3 separate regions of the Mus musculus genome follow, and regions 2 and 3 are each linked to region 1. Evidence: chromatin contacts called from public Hi-C data. All regions are on one chromosome and are shown on one strand. Each heading gives the region's core, a stretch centred on a gene start, on an enhancer-like site or on the middle of the called end of the contact. The rest is flanking DNA. Distances are from core to core; before and after follow the strand shown.

Region 1 (3,666 bases), core at 819-3,318:
TACGATGTGATGTGGCCTGTCCTGAAGTCCAGCCCGAGTTGAGATAACTATTGGCAGGAATAGAAACATGGGAGATTTGACAGGGACAGTGTGGGGTGAAGTCCTGGGACCTCACTGGCTGGAATGAAAATCGTGCACGTCAGGGACACGCCCTGCCCTGCCTTAAGGAGCAGCCTCCTCTGCTTGTGCAGAGTTAAATCCAACACATGGTTGAGAGCAAGCGGGACCTGTCCACTGCAGGGCAGCTTTGGCTACAGACCACACTCCCGAGGAAAACACTCTCACTTAGTTGTATGAAATGACAGAATTGATTAGAAATTTTTCTAAAGGGAACACTTCCTAAATTTGCCAGTTATACTGCAAATGATTGTTTAACACTTTTAAGAATTAAAAATTCCTACCTGCCTACCTAATACTCACACTGTTCCAAAAGTAGAGGTACTTCCTGCAAGGGTGGGGGGGGGTGGTGGTGGTGGTGGTGGTGGTGGTGGCTCATCTCATTTCATGCCTTGTGAGAGCCACTTTACATTCCAACTTTGGCCTTTTGTTTAGTTTGCTTGGTTTCTGAATCATTCCTTACATTAGGAAAAGGCACAGACAGCAGAGCTGCCTGGTCCAGTTGGTTTCTGTCACTGTCTGGACTCTCTCTGGTTGCTGGTTGGTCAGTCACCATCTGTTTAAGGCTCAGTTTAGTTTTTGGGTTTGGTGATTGGTAGGGAGGGTGCTTCGATAACTGCTGTAGTAGGAGGTGTTCCCTGCTTCCATGGCCACTCCAGGCTTGGTAACAGATATATTGTCCTTCTGGGGCCCTCAGAAAAGAATGAATAATTAGCTGTTGTCATGCGTTTTTGGAGAAGTTCTCAACTACTTGAGAGGCATTGCCTCTCGATCAGACAATACAAACTGCCAGGCCACACGAGTTGGTTTTTCACCCTTGCGGAAGAAACCTGAAGTTCTGCTCAGACTACCCACTGGTGTTTGCCAAGCCCAAGGCAGAGGGACGGATTCCACGTCCTCTATGGACCACAATGCCGGGGAGCCGTATCTGCCTGAGAAGCGCCCGAAACCACGGCTAAAGTGTCCAGAGCTCTGTAAGGCTGGGATGCCTTTTTACAGCCCCTTCTGCTCATGTGATGAACCAATGTAATTTTAAAGAAAAATTTAATCCATATGTTTTTCATTAATCTGTACTAAACTCATCAAAATGGTGTTTTGTAAGAGTGATTTGGTGCCCCAGAAGTCTTCTGAGGCTTCTGTAACAGGCCTTCATAATGCCGGTTCTCTTTGAAGCAGGAATTGTGTTTTGCCAACAGCAAAGAAATTCAAACCCCCAAAGGGTTTGGATCAGTTTGAAACTCCAGGCCAGAGGACTCTGTGGGGTTCTACACTTGGCAAACTGTGCTCTCTCCCTTCTGACTTTGAAATACCTTATTTCCTTCCCACAAGAAATGTTCTATTTATTGTTTGCCTAAATCGTGTGTTCAAAACGATCGTCAGGCTTCTTAATGTATGAAACTTATACACGAATTGAAAAGCAGGCTTCGGGACTAATTCCTTCTCAGGCTCTGTCATTGGGTTGTCCTTGGGGAATTTTCTTTAATTAGTCTGTTTCCTGACTCTGCATTTTCTTGCGACTTGGGCTGACCAAAAGATTTACCACAGAGGGTGAAGAAGCTGGTACCACCCAGAGACCAATGCAGAGCAACCACAGGTTTCGCCCCAGGGTGGCCCAGCAGAGACATATTTTTTGATATCCTATGTTAATGTACTCTTATACTGATGTTGACAACCAAAAATTCAATGCAGATTTCACATAACTCCGTGGCCTGTGCCAGGAGCAATGTAATTCACAATTGTCTGTGTTTGCTAATTTTGTGGTGGTGTTAGTTTGTGCTCCAGTGTTTAAGGGAGGCATGCGTAAGCTCACTGGGGCTTTTTTATACAATGTGTGTGAGAGAGAGAGAGAAGAAGAGAAAGAGTTGAAAATGCAAACAAGACAGTGTATGCCCGCAAGTTAAGCATGAGACAGTTGTGGTCCTTTGTCCTTCCTGCCTCTGGGCTGTGAAGTGGGAGCGCCCCCTGGTGAAACTTTAAAATCACTGAAGATTCAGGATGCGTGACATCCAGATTTCTTCCTAACGTCTATGGGTTTTTTGTTTGTTGCTTTTTTGTTGGTTTTTGTTGTTGTTGTTGTTGTTTTGTTTTATTTTGTGTGAAAAATTAACAATTTGATTAAGTTTAGAATGAAACGTTAAAAAAATTTAAAAATCATTAAGTAAAACGATCTCTTTAGGTAACAGAAATGAATATTTGTTGTCTATACCAAAGTGTGTCTGTTTGTTTGCCACTTTTCCACATCATCCACAGCTGCCATTTCCGGCTCCATCTCTGAGGTCACCCTAAGACTATGGTCGTATGAATGAAACCCATCTAAAAACGTGATTACCTCCCTCTCAACAACACAAACAGCAAAGAAATGTGAGGTAAAGCGACAGTAAGGGCAAAAGCAAGAACTGTCACAGAACAGTCCTCGTGACACCCCACGAACCTCTGCAGAGTGTCTGTGGTGTAAAATCTCACGCATGCTGCAGAAATTACATACTGGGCCCTCTGCAGCTCTCGGCCTGGTGTGAGCCAGGGCATGCCATGGCTTCAACCTCTCAGAGATAGGGGTTGTCATCTGAATCATGGGGTGGGGTGGGGTCAAGGGGCACCTGTTCCCCTTCACAGTTCCAGAGAAGCCTGGGAAAACCTCCTTAGGATGGCCTGTTGCATCTCTGCAACCTCTGTGAAGGGATTTTTCTAATTTCCTGTTTGTGGGGGCCCGGTGTGTGTGTGTGTGTGTGTGTGTGTGTGTGTGTGTAAAAGCAAGTGCTGTTTCAAGATGAAGAAGGAAAGGAGGCCCTTCTTCAGTGCTCGGGGTAAAGGAGTATTGACCAGTAGCAGCTTTTCTTTTCCCATTGCAAAGGGCCACAGTGGAACATGTAGCTCCTGGGATGGGTACATGAAGAGAGGAAGCAGCTCTCCTTGCACAAAGCTCCACACAGCTCAGCCCAGAACTAACCCTCAGGCTGTCCCCTTTGCAGATAGTGTGTCACCCACTTGAACTCCCCCTCAGGCTGTCCCCCCTTGCAGATAGTGTGTCGCCCATTTTTGGTACCAGTTACCCTAACCAGGCCCAAGCCTCTATTGTCCTTTTAATGTTGAAGAAATTATGTTCGTTTTTCCACCAGCGATAAACCCTTCATTTGGACAAATGATCTGGTCTTGTCTTTTAGTAGCGGATAATGTCATCTTAGATGCCTGCCGTTAAAATTCTTTCACTTTTTCTGCATAAAGCCGGCTTTTTGTAGGACATAGCTAAATATTAGTTATCCTCATTTTGAAGTGTACTTAACAAACTTATTCTAAAAATCAACTCATGTAGGTACTTTAAACGTAAGTATTTCAAATCTGGAGATTTTCACACTTTTATATTAAAACAAGAAAAATAAAACCCCCCAAACAAAACACCACAGGTACCTCCTGCATACTTGGTGCCTGCGTTTCCCCCATTCATCTTGTGAGTGTCCAACTTCTTTCTTTTGTTCAGAGTGAGAGACGGTCCCTCCTGTCCTCACTCTGAGGTACTTCACATGGTCCGACATGCGTAATCAATCTTGTACT
Region 2 (3,666 bases), core at 403-2,902, 1.3 Mb before region 1:
CAGTAAGATTGACCCTGCCTCAAAAAGTAAGGTAGAAGTAGAGCCTGGGGGATGGCGCTTAGGCTTGATCTCTGGCCTCTGCACACATGCGCACACATGTACACTATTTAGTCACATCCACCACCATACATCACAAACACATACCCCGAAAAGAAAGAAGGGTAACGTAATGAAAGGAGGAGCATAAAAACTACAGGACAAGAACCTTAAATTCAAATGCTAACTGTAGAGCCAGCAGGATCGCTCTCCTAAATACCTCTTATACAATGTAATAATATATTAATTATACAGTGTCTCCTGCCCATCTCATCTCTAGTTCAACAAGACACCCATCAGGTTGGTGGGCTGGCTCCAAACCTTCAATTGGCGGCTATGACTCGGGCACCAGCAGTGATCTTTTATCTGTCCTAATATTGATGGTCCTTAAGGGGAAATGCCCAATCCTAACCAGAGGGGAGAGCAGAGCAAAGCAGAGCAGAGTAGAGTAGAGCAGAGCAGAGCAGAGCAGAGCAGAGCAGAGCAGAGCAGAGCAGAGCAGAGCAGAGCATTCCAAACGTTCCAGTCTTCTCAGAAGATTTACCCAAAAGTCTTTTATGCTCACTTTCAGAGGGCAGAAAATATTCTCTTCTACCTTGTCAATTTGCACAAATCTTCAATTCTTGGTTCCCTCTTCCCCACACCCTAGTACCATTTCGTGGGACTTTGGGTGACTGCTAAAGATGCATTAACTTTGTGGAGCCGGTTGCAATTAAAAAAACAAAAAACAAACAAACAAAAAAACGACTTAAACTGCATGTATTTTAGTTGGTGCAGGTTTGTCCTAACAATGTGAAATATTTCACCATCTTGTGACACCTCGATTCTCACTCTGAAACTCTATATTGCATACTTCACTAAAATGTTTTCCTTGAAAGCACCTCAAGCGATTTTAAACATCACAGAAACACAAATGCTGGCAAGAATGTGTCTTGTGTGTGCACATGTGTAAATGGTGGTTACTAGGAAACACCAAAAATGCATTTGTGATCCTTAATTGGATGGGAAAGGCCTGCTAGCTGGCACCTGAAACAGCTGGAAGAGTGAGACTCGGGTTTTATGGCCCTGAATAGAAATTGTTGCTTCGATAAAACTTTCAAATGTGTAGTAACTGATAGGAGCAGGAGAGAAAGTGGGGAGGCCGGAGTATCAGATCTAAGTGATGAAGTCAGGCCACAAGAGGTGCAAATGAGCAGCGCGGCACCTGTACGTGGGACTTGGTCTTCCCTGGCCCTCCCCCGGATTCCCACTGGATACCCACCTAGCCCAGCATCCTCTATTTACACTCCTTACCTAGTCTTTACCTGGTCATCCATTGGCAGTCCTGGCGGCGTTCAACCAGCCCTTTTACCATTCCTCAGCTGTTCCCCTCTGGTCGTCTCTCCCCTAAATCCCACCCGGTCCTCCTCACCTGATCCTCCAGGATCTTGTTCTCCTGATTGGCCACGGGGATGGCGAACCCATCTTCCCAGTGCAGCTCTGACAAGAACTCACTGCACATGGCGTACGAGGCTCAAAGGAATCACAGACAAGCCACCCAAAACCGTTCCCTGGAGCTCGCAGCCAAGCCTAACCGTCTGTATTCCGCGGCCCTAGCAACAGCCAGGCGCCCTTAGTTACCAAACAGGAAGCACTCAGGCTGGAAGGCGGAACTTCCTTTGAGAATTCCCTTGTCCTTTTTGCAGCCGGTAGAATTTGCTTGCCTGTGTCTGTGAGGCACAGCTCTCTTTGCACGGATAGATACACTCCCAGGACTTCCAAAACGTGCAAATCTGGAAGCTCGGGTGCTCCAGAGGACCACAAAGTTCGGGGATGGAAGGCATAGGCTCCTGGGGTGCCAGGATGGTGGACTACAGGATAGCAGGATGGACGACCACCAGATTGAGGGATAGTATAATACCCAAAAGTGGCTTCAGATTTGTTCTTAAGTCATATATAAGGGACCATGATCTGGGAACACAGATCCAGGCTGCCCCAAATAGCATGTTCTCGCATGGAAACTTGCTTCACTACGTTTTTGTAATTGCAGAAGAAAAGGAAGCAATAAATCAAGGCATTTTTCCAATGCATTGATGAAAACATCACCAAAGACTGTTAGTATTGGGTTTGAGATGGAAGCTGAGAAAACTCACTTTAGAGATGGAAATTTAAAAATTAAGGCTTTATTTTCTGAGTGCTCAGGGAGGCAGCCAGTTTGGGATCTGAACCACGTACGGGGTGGGAGATTATACAGCATTGTTATAGGATGGTAACACAATTCAAAGTGGGGAGCTGGTGGGAACTGCAGCGTTATCCAATTGTATTTTGACATTATGTGTTAAACATGGGAGTACCTGTTGGGAGACTGAGCCTGTACAGAGCACCTGGCTTCAAGGTCCTTAATTCATTCTCCAAGACATTAGGTCCAGAGCTAAGAGTGATAAGGGGACAAAGACGCTGGCAGGAGCATATGAACTTGTTTAACCCTGCCAGCAAGACAGAGAAGTTGTGCCTGAGATGTCTAGACTCAACCGTTTACAACAGAAGATGTTCAGCTATGGGGAAGCCCCTGGCTTCCCTGGGATCTGGGACCTTGAATTTACTTTATCCCTATGATTAAATGGAGTCTGAAAACGAAATGGTACTGCCTGGAGTAAGTTTCCTTTGCTTCTTCCCAACAACAGCATAGTTGGGAAGTCAGTGCTATCCATAGGTTTCAAATACTATCTGGTGACATTCATAGCTTTGGGGTTGGTGAAAGCTAGTGGTTTGCTAAGTTAGTACAGCCCAACAAGCATTACCTGGTCAAATGGGCAATGAACGGCTGGCTATTAAGGAGACTAAAGATAGCTCAAGATAATTTGGCTCTGGGTTTCCAACTCTACACCATCGAAGTTCTGATCAAGTCAGTCAGCTTTAACATAAGAGCAGAACGGCATCCACAGCAAGATGCTCACAGCACAACACTCCTACCTACGGCCCATCCAAAAGGTGAGCTGACAAACATAATATCCCAACTGCCTTCCCAGTGCCAGTTGCTGAGTTGTGTGTGTTCCACACACTAAGCCAGGGAGAATAGTATGCACTGGTATTTGAAAAGTTAATTCACTTCTTAAATTCTTTCTGATTGCTATGAATCTTTGCCAGGTTCAACCCAAGCCCAATTGTGGCAGGCCAGGCACCCAACCAGCACAGCAGTACAGCTCCAACAGCTGGCTCTTGCCATTGCCCTATGGCCTCTCTAGAGGCATCCCCTACAGGACTTCTGGTGTCAGGGGCTAAAGGCAGTAATTGTAGCATCTCAATTATCTACAGCAAGAGTCAGGGACAAGAAGGAGATGATGCAGGGTATCATGGCTAGCTCTGTGGGCCAGCTGTTATAATGTGTACCCTGTTCCCCCAAAAGGAAGCATAGCTAAAGGCAGCTCTAGGACACCTCACATGATTAACCCTACAACCTTCTAGTTCTGCAGAGGTGGCAGCTTAAAGACCAGCATCCAAAGCTAGTATAGAGAAAATATACACCAGAAATTCTCCAACTTCCTCCCTCCTCCCCACAATCTCTCCTAACACAGATTGATACACAATAAACAACCTGTGTGCAGGACACAATAAACAACCGTGAAGTTTGTTTAGCTGAGATAAAGAGCA
Region 3 (3,666 bases), core at 458-2,957, 1.0 Mb before region 1:
GGGACATTTATGCCATCAGAATCTTAACCTTAGTAGAGATCATGTACAACAAGGCCCTATGCTCCTGCCCAAGCTCCATGACATGGCCTCTCAAAGTCCTGACTAGCAGCAGCTTTGTGCTTTACACCCAGTTCAGAGCCGTTATCTAACATCGCTGCAAAGCTATCCTATGTGACAAAACACGAGGGAAGGCAGCTGGACAGATAAACCTGGGTCAACAGTATATGTAGTAAAATTAATTGCTAACTACCTGCTATCGTTCTAAATCTGCAAAGGCCACCCACCCTCAGTTGTCACATGTGAAAACCAACTCCCAGTGTGGCCCATTGCAAGGTTTACAACTCCACACTGAGCTCCATGGACCTGTGGAATTCACCTTACAGGCAAGCTCCAGGCTTCAAATACAGGCAAGTTAGTTAGCAAGAAGGTTCACTTACAGATTTTGGTAGGCTCTGAAAAACTTGTTTTACTTGAGGCTCCACATGCTTCATGGCTTGTAAAACATAACGGCCTAAAACCAAAAGCAACAGAATAAGCAAATCCATGCATAACCAGTCTGCTCCACCCCCAACCCACAGACAAACCTGCAAATCCTGCAGCAGCAATGGTCAACCCGACTGCTACCACTGTGCTGGCCTGTAATGGAGGAGAAGAGCAAGTCTTTACTACTCTTAATTGCTACCTATTCCGCAGCCAAACTCATTACGACCTTCATTTTGGTGAAAGGTGGGTTCTTTTTCCCTTTTGGGGCAGGATTAGGGATGGAACCTAGTGTGTGTCTCATGCTGGTAAGGTGCCTACAACTCCAGCCTTTCTCAAAGTTCCAACACTTTTATTCTGAGGTGGAGTCTTGCTAAAATTGTCCAGGCTGCCCACGAATTTGCGACTAGCTCTCTAAGCAACTGGGACTTTACAGAGTGCAGCACAGGGTCTGCTGGAAGAAACATTTTTTTTTCTAATAGAAATATGTCTTTAAAACTACTGCAGTTGGACGTGGTGCACATTGGCGGCTTGCATTTAGTCCCCGGACTTGGGAAACATTGGCAGGTGAATTTCTGTACGTTCTGGGACTTCCAGGACTACAAAGTGAAACCCTGTTTAAAAAAAAAAAATTAAACTACTGCAATTTTTATCCACAATTTATTGTCAGAGTATGGGATTTTCACCAAGAAGAAAAGGGTAAGTCATCTTTACCCACAACAGTAAGATGGTGATTTTTCAGCCATGGAAGAGAACTTTAACCCTTGGGCATTGGAACCCCTTTCTAGTTTAGACAAGACCGGTGAAAATAAGATTTCTGCTGGATTTGGAAACAGTGCTTGCAAAGGCTCCCTGATCCCATAAGGTATTTCCACCGTAAAGAGGGGAGGAGTGCGGAGATGGTAGTGGGGTAACAGCCCGACCTCCTAGGAGGCACAAACGTGTGCCTGCCTGCAAGCAGATAAGGGGTGTCAGCTGGAGCCACCGGAGGCCGGAGTAAAGGTCAGTCTCCGTATCCGCCCAGCGCCCCTTCGGAGCCCGTCAGCGCCGACCACTCACCATGACTCCACTCCGCGGCTCGGCACCGCGCGCTCATCCCAGCGCGAGCCCACCGCCACGGTACAGCTGTGGAGAACGACAGGGCCGAGCCAGCGATGCCGCCACTTCCACTAGCGCCGCGCAACACGGCAGCGGCGCCGTAAAGTGCGTCGGAACTGTCGCACAAAGTGCCGCACAAAGGGCCTCACCAACTCCGGTTGACGGAGAGGTCGGACTGGGGCGGGACTGGCCATGCCCTCTGCCCGGGATTCCTGACTTGCAAGTCCAATATCCGGCCCTAAAACAGGCTTTCCCGCTAAAACCTATCTCCCTAACTTTGCTTTATATAGGTTATTCCGCCCACCCCGTGGAAGTAGCGTTGTTTTTCACATGAGGCATTTATTTTGTCTTCTGTGCATCTTTTGCTACCCTGGGCTGTCGCCAGTAGATGTCAAGAAGCCACAAGGCTGATCTTCATGGCCTGCAGAGACATCTTTCTTCTTCTGGCTTGGAACGTAGTTAGATCTATAAACATCAGAAACGATATGGAAAATGATTTTTTCCAGTCTTTTTTTTTTTTCCATCTTCCTTCCTGATGTCTGCTTCAGGCTATGTAGATTTGTTCACTAAAAATACAGCTCCTGTTGTGTGTTCACCATGAATTTTTTCTCTCCTGTTTTAGCCTGACTTACTATTTGTGTAATTAAAAGAGCTTCTTGTACCTGTGTTGCTCACAGCATGTGGTTGTTTGGCCTAAGCATGGCAAATGCACTTGACTAGAAGGAAAGTGACTAGGAGCTGTCTTTTTGCATAAAGGCTGTAAGTTGTGAGAATATAAAAGCCATATGTGACCCCAAGGGAAGCTAGAAACTAAGGTAGCTGTTCTTTGTCAATGAATTCCTGTTAATCTTGCCAGTCTTCGCCTGCTACTTCCCCAAGCTTCTCCCCTTTGTTGTCAGAAGACCATTGTGTGAATGTATCATATTTTGCTTATCTTTCCGTTTCTCATGGGTTGTTTCTGTGGTGTAGCTGTGGGGAGTGTCATGTCTGTGGGCATGGATGTACAGAAACTAGGCAGAGACTTATTCCTTTCTCCTGGCTAGGTGGGCAGACATGAAATCCAGGCATGCTGTGAGGATTGGACTTTCACTTGTCGTGCTTTGAATCTGAGCTGTCTCTCAGAGGCTCATGCATGGATTCGTGTGTGTGTGTGTGTGTGTGTGTGTGTGTGTGTTTGTGTGTGTGTGTTAAGAACTCATGGCAGGGATGTGTTAGAGGTAGGGTATTGGGAAGGTAACTGGATCGAAAGGCTCTAAGAAGATGAGTGGATTGATCAGTTGGTTCTTGGCTTGGTGGATGGTGGGAGGTGATGGGGACGTAGCTGAATCATAGTTATGCGGAGCAGGTTCTTGTCTCTAGCTCCTCCCTTTCTTTGCTTCTTGGCCATCATTCATCTCTGCTGGTAGGTCCGACATTCCCCATCCTAAGGTTCTGCTTCACCACACATCCAGAAACAATGGGATCAGACGACTATGCCTTGTCAGCTCTGAGACTGTGAGCCAGTTATTTTTCCAATGTGAGGTAATTCTGTCAGTCATTTTGCCACAGCAAAGGAAAGGTGAGCAATGTAGTTACTGTTATATTCCTGAAAGGGAAGGTAGTTGGTGGATGAGGGCCTCGATCCACATCCATATTTGATAGTTTCTGGGTTTTTATTGAATTGCAGGCATCCTAATGAGTATGAGGTGGTAACTCATTGGACTTTTGACTTGAGTTTCTTTTGATCAATAATATGGAGTGCCTTTTTATATGCTTAATAAATATGTATATGCATCTTTGGAAAAAATGTCTATTCAAGTCTTTTGCCCTTGCCTTTTTTTGGGTAGTGATTTTTATTTGTTCAGATTCAGGAGTTCTCTGTGTGTTCTGGGTATCACTTCTCATTTATATGGTGTGCTATTATTTCTCCCATCTATGTGATGCATGTTTACTCTGCTGGTAGTGTGTATCGAGGTTCAGCATCCTAAAACTTTTTATAAAGTCCAGCTGTCTGGCTTTTTGGTTCTTTGTTGTTGTTCTGACCTGAGCCTTTGAGTCTCACACAAAACCATGGCATGAATGATTTGCCCTAGGTTTTCTTTTAGGGAT

The links. Hi-C and Micro-C count contacts between places; a contact is called where the count stands out from the background.
Region 2: a Hi-C map of cortical neurons shows a contact between it and region 1, with 4 times the contacts expected there. The contact joins the promoter of Ccdc39 here to the enhancer-like site in region 1. A contact is called at or near these places in 8 of 39 promoter capture datasets (the 3T3-L1 cell line, 3T3-L1-derived adipocytes, the C10 cell line and 4 more), 5 of 484 Hi-C or Micro-C datasets (the G1E-ER4 cell line, the HPC-7 cell line and cortical neurons), 1 of 115 datasets of contacts at active chromatin or transcription factors (embryonic basal ganglia) and 1 of 9 other capture datasets (adipose tissue).
Region 3: a contact with region 1 is called in a Hi-C map of neural progenitor cells, with 2.0 times the contacts expected there. The contact joins the promoter of Dnajc19 here to the enhancer-like site in region 1. A contact is called at or near these places in 6 of 39 promoter capture datasets (the 3T3-L1 cell line, the HPC-7 cell line, hippocampal neurons and 2 more), 1 of 484 Hi-C or Micro-C datasets (neural progenitor cells), 2 of 115 datasets of contacts at active chromatin or transcription factors (astrocytes and stem cell-derived neural progenitor cells) and 1 of 9 other capture datasets (embryonic stem cells).

Annotation. Positions count from the first base shown.
Region 1 is chr3:35,101,358-35,105,023 of GRCm38.p6, forward strand. No RefSeq gene overlaps it. Among named protein-coding and RNA genes, the nearest start is that of Gm35255, 150 kb to the left of the region's middle. Within about 2 kb of position 2,069, at least 25 of the 459 cell types and tissues checked have an H3K27ac peak or open chromatin away from gene starts, as enhancers often do. A contact at or near this core is called in astrocytes, cortical neurons and neural progenitor cells, where this site is marked.
Region 2 is chr3:33,842,658-33,846,323 of GRCm38.p6, forward strand. Ccdc39 (coiled-coil domain containing 39) reads right to left here and starts at 1,653. Exons shown (of 20, transcript NM_026222.2): 1 at 1,448-1,653. The coding sequence starts at 1,537.
Region 3 is chr3:34,079,647-34,083,312 of GRCm38.p6, forward strand. It overlaps Dnajc19 (DnaJ heat shock protein family (Hsp40) member C19), which reads right to left and starts at 1,708. Exons shown (of 6, transcript NM_026332.4): 1 at 1,540-1,708; 2 at 585-636; 3 at 438-511. The coding sequence starts at 1,542.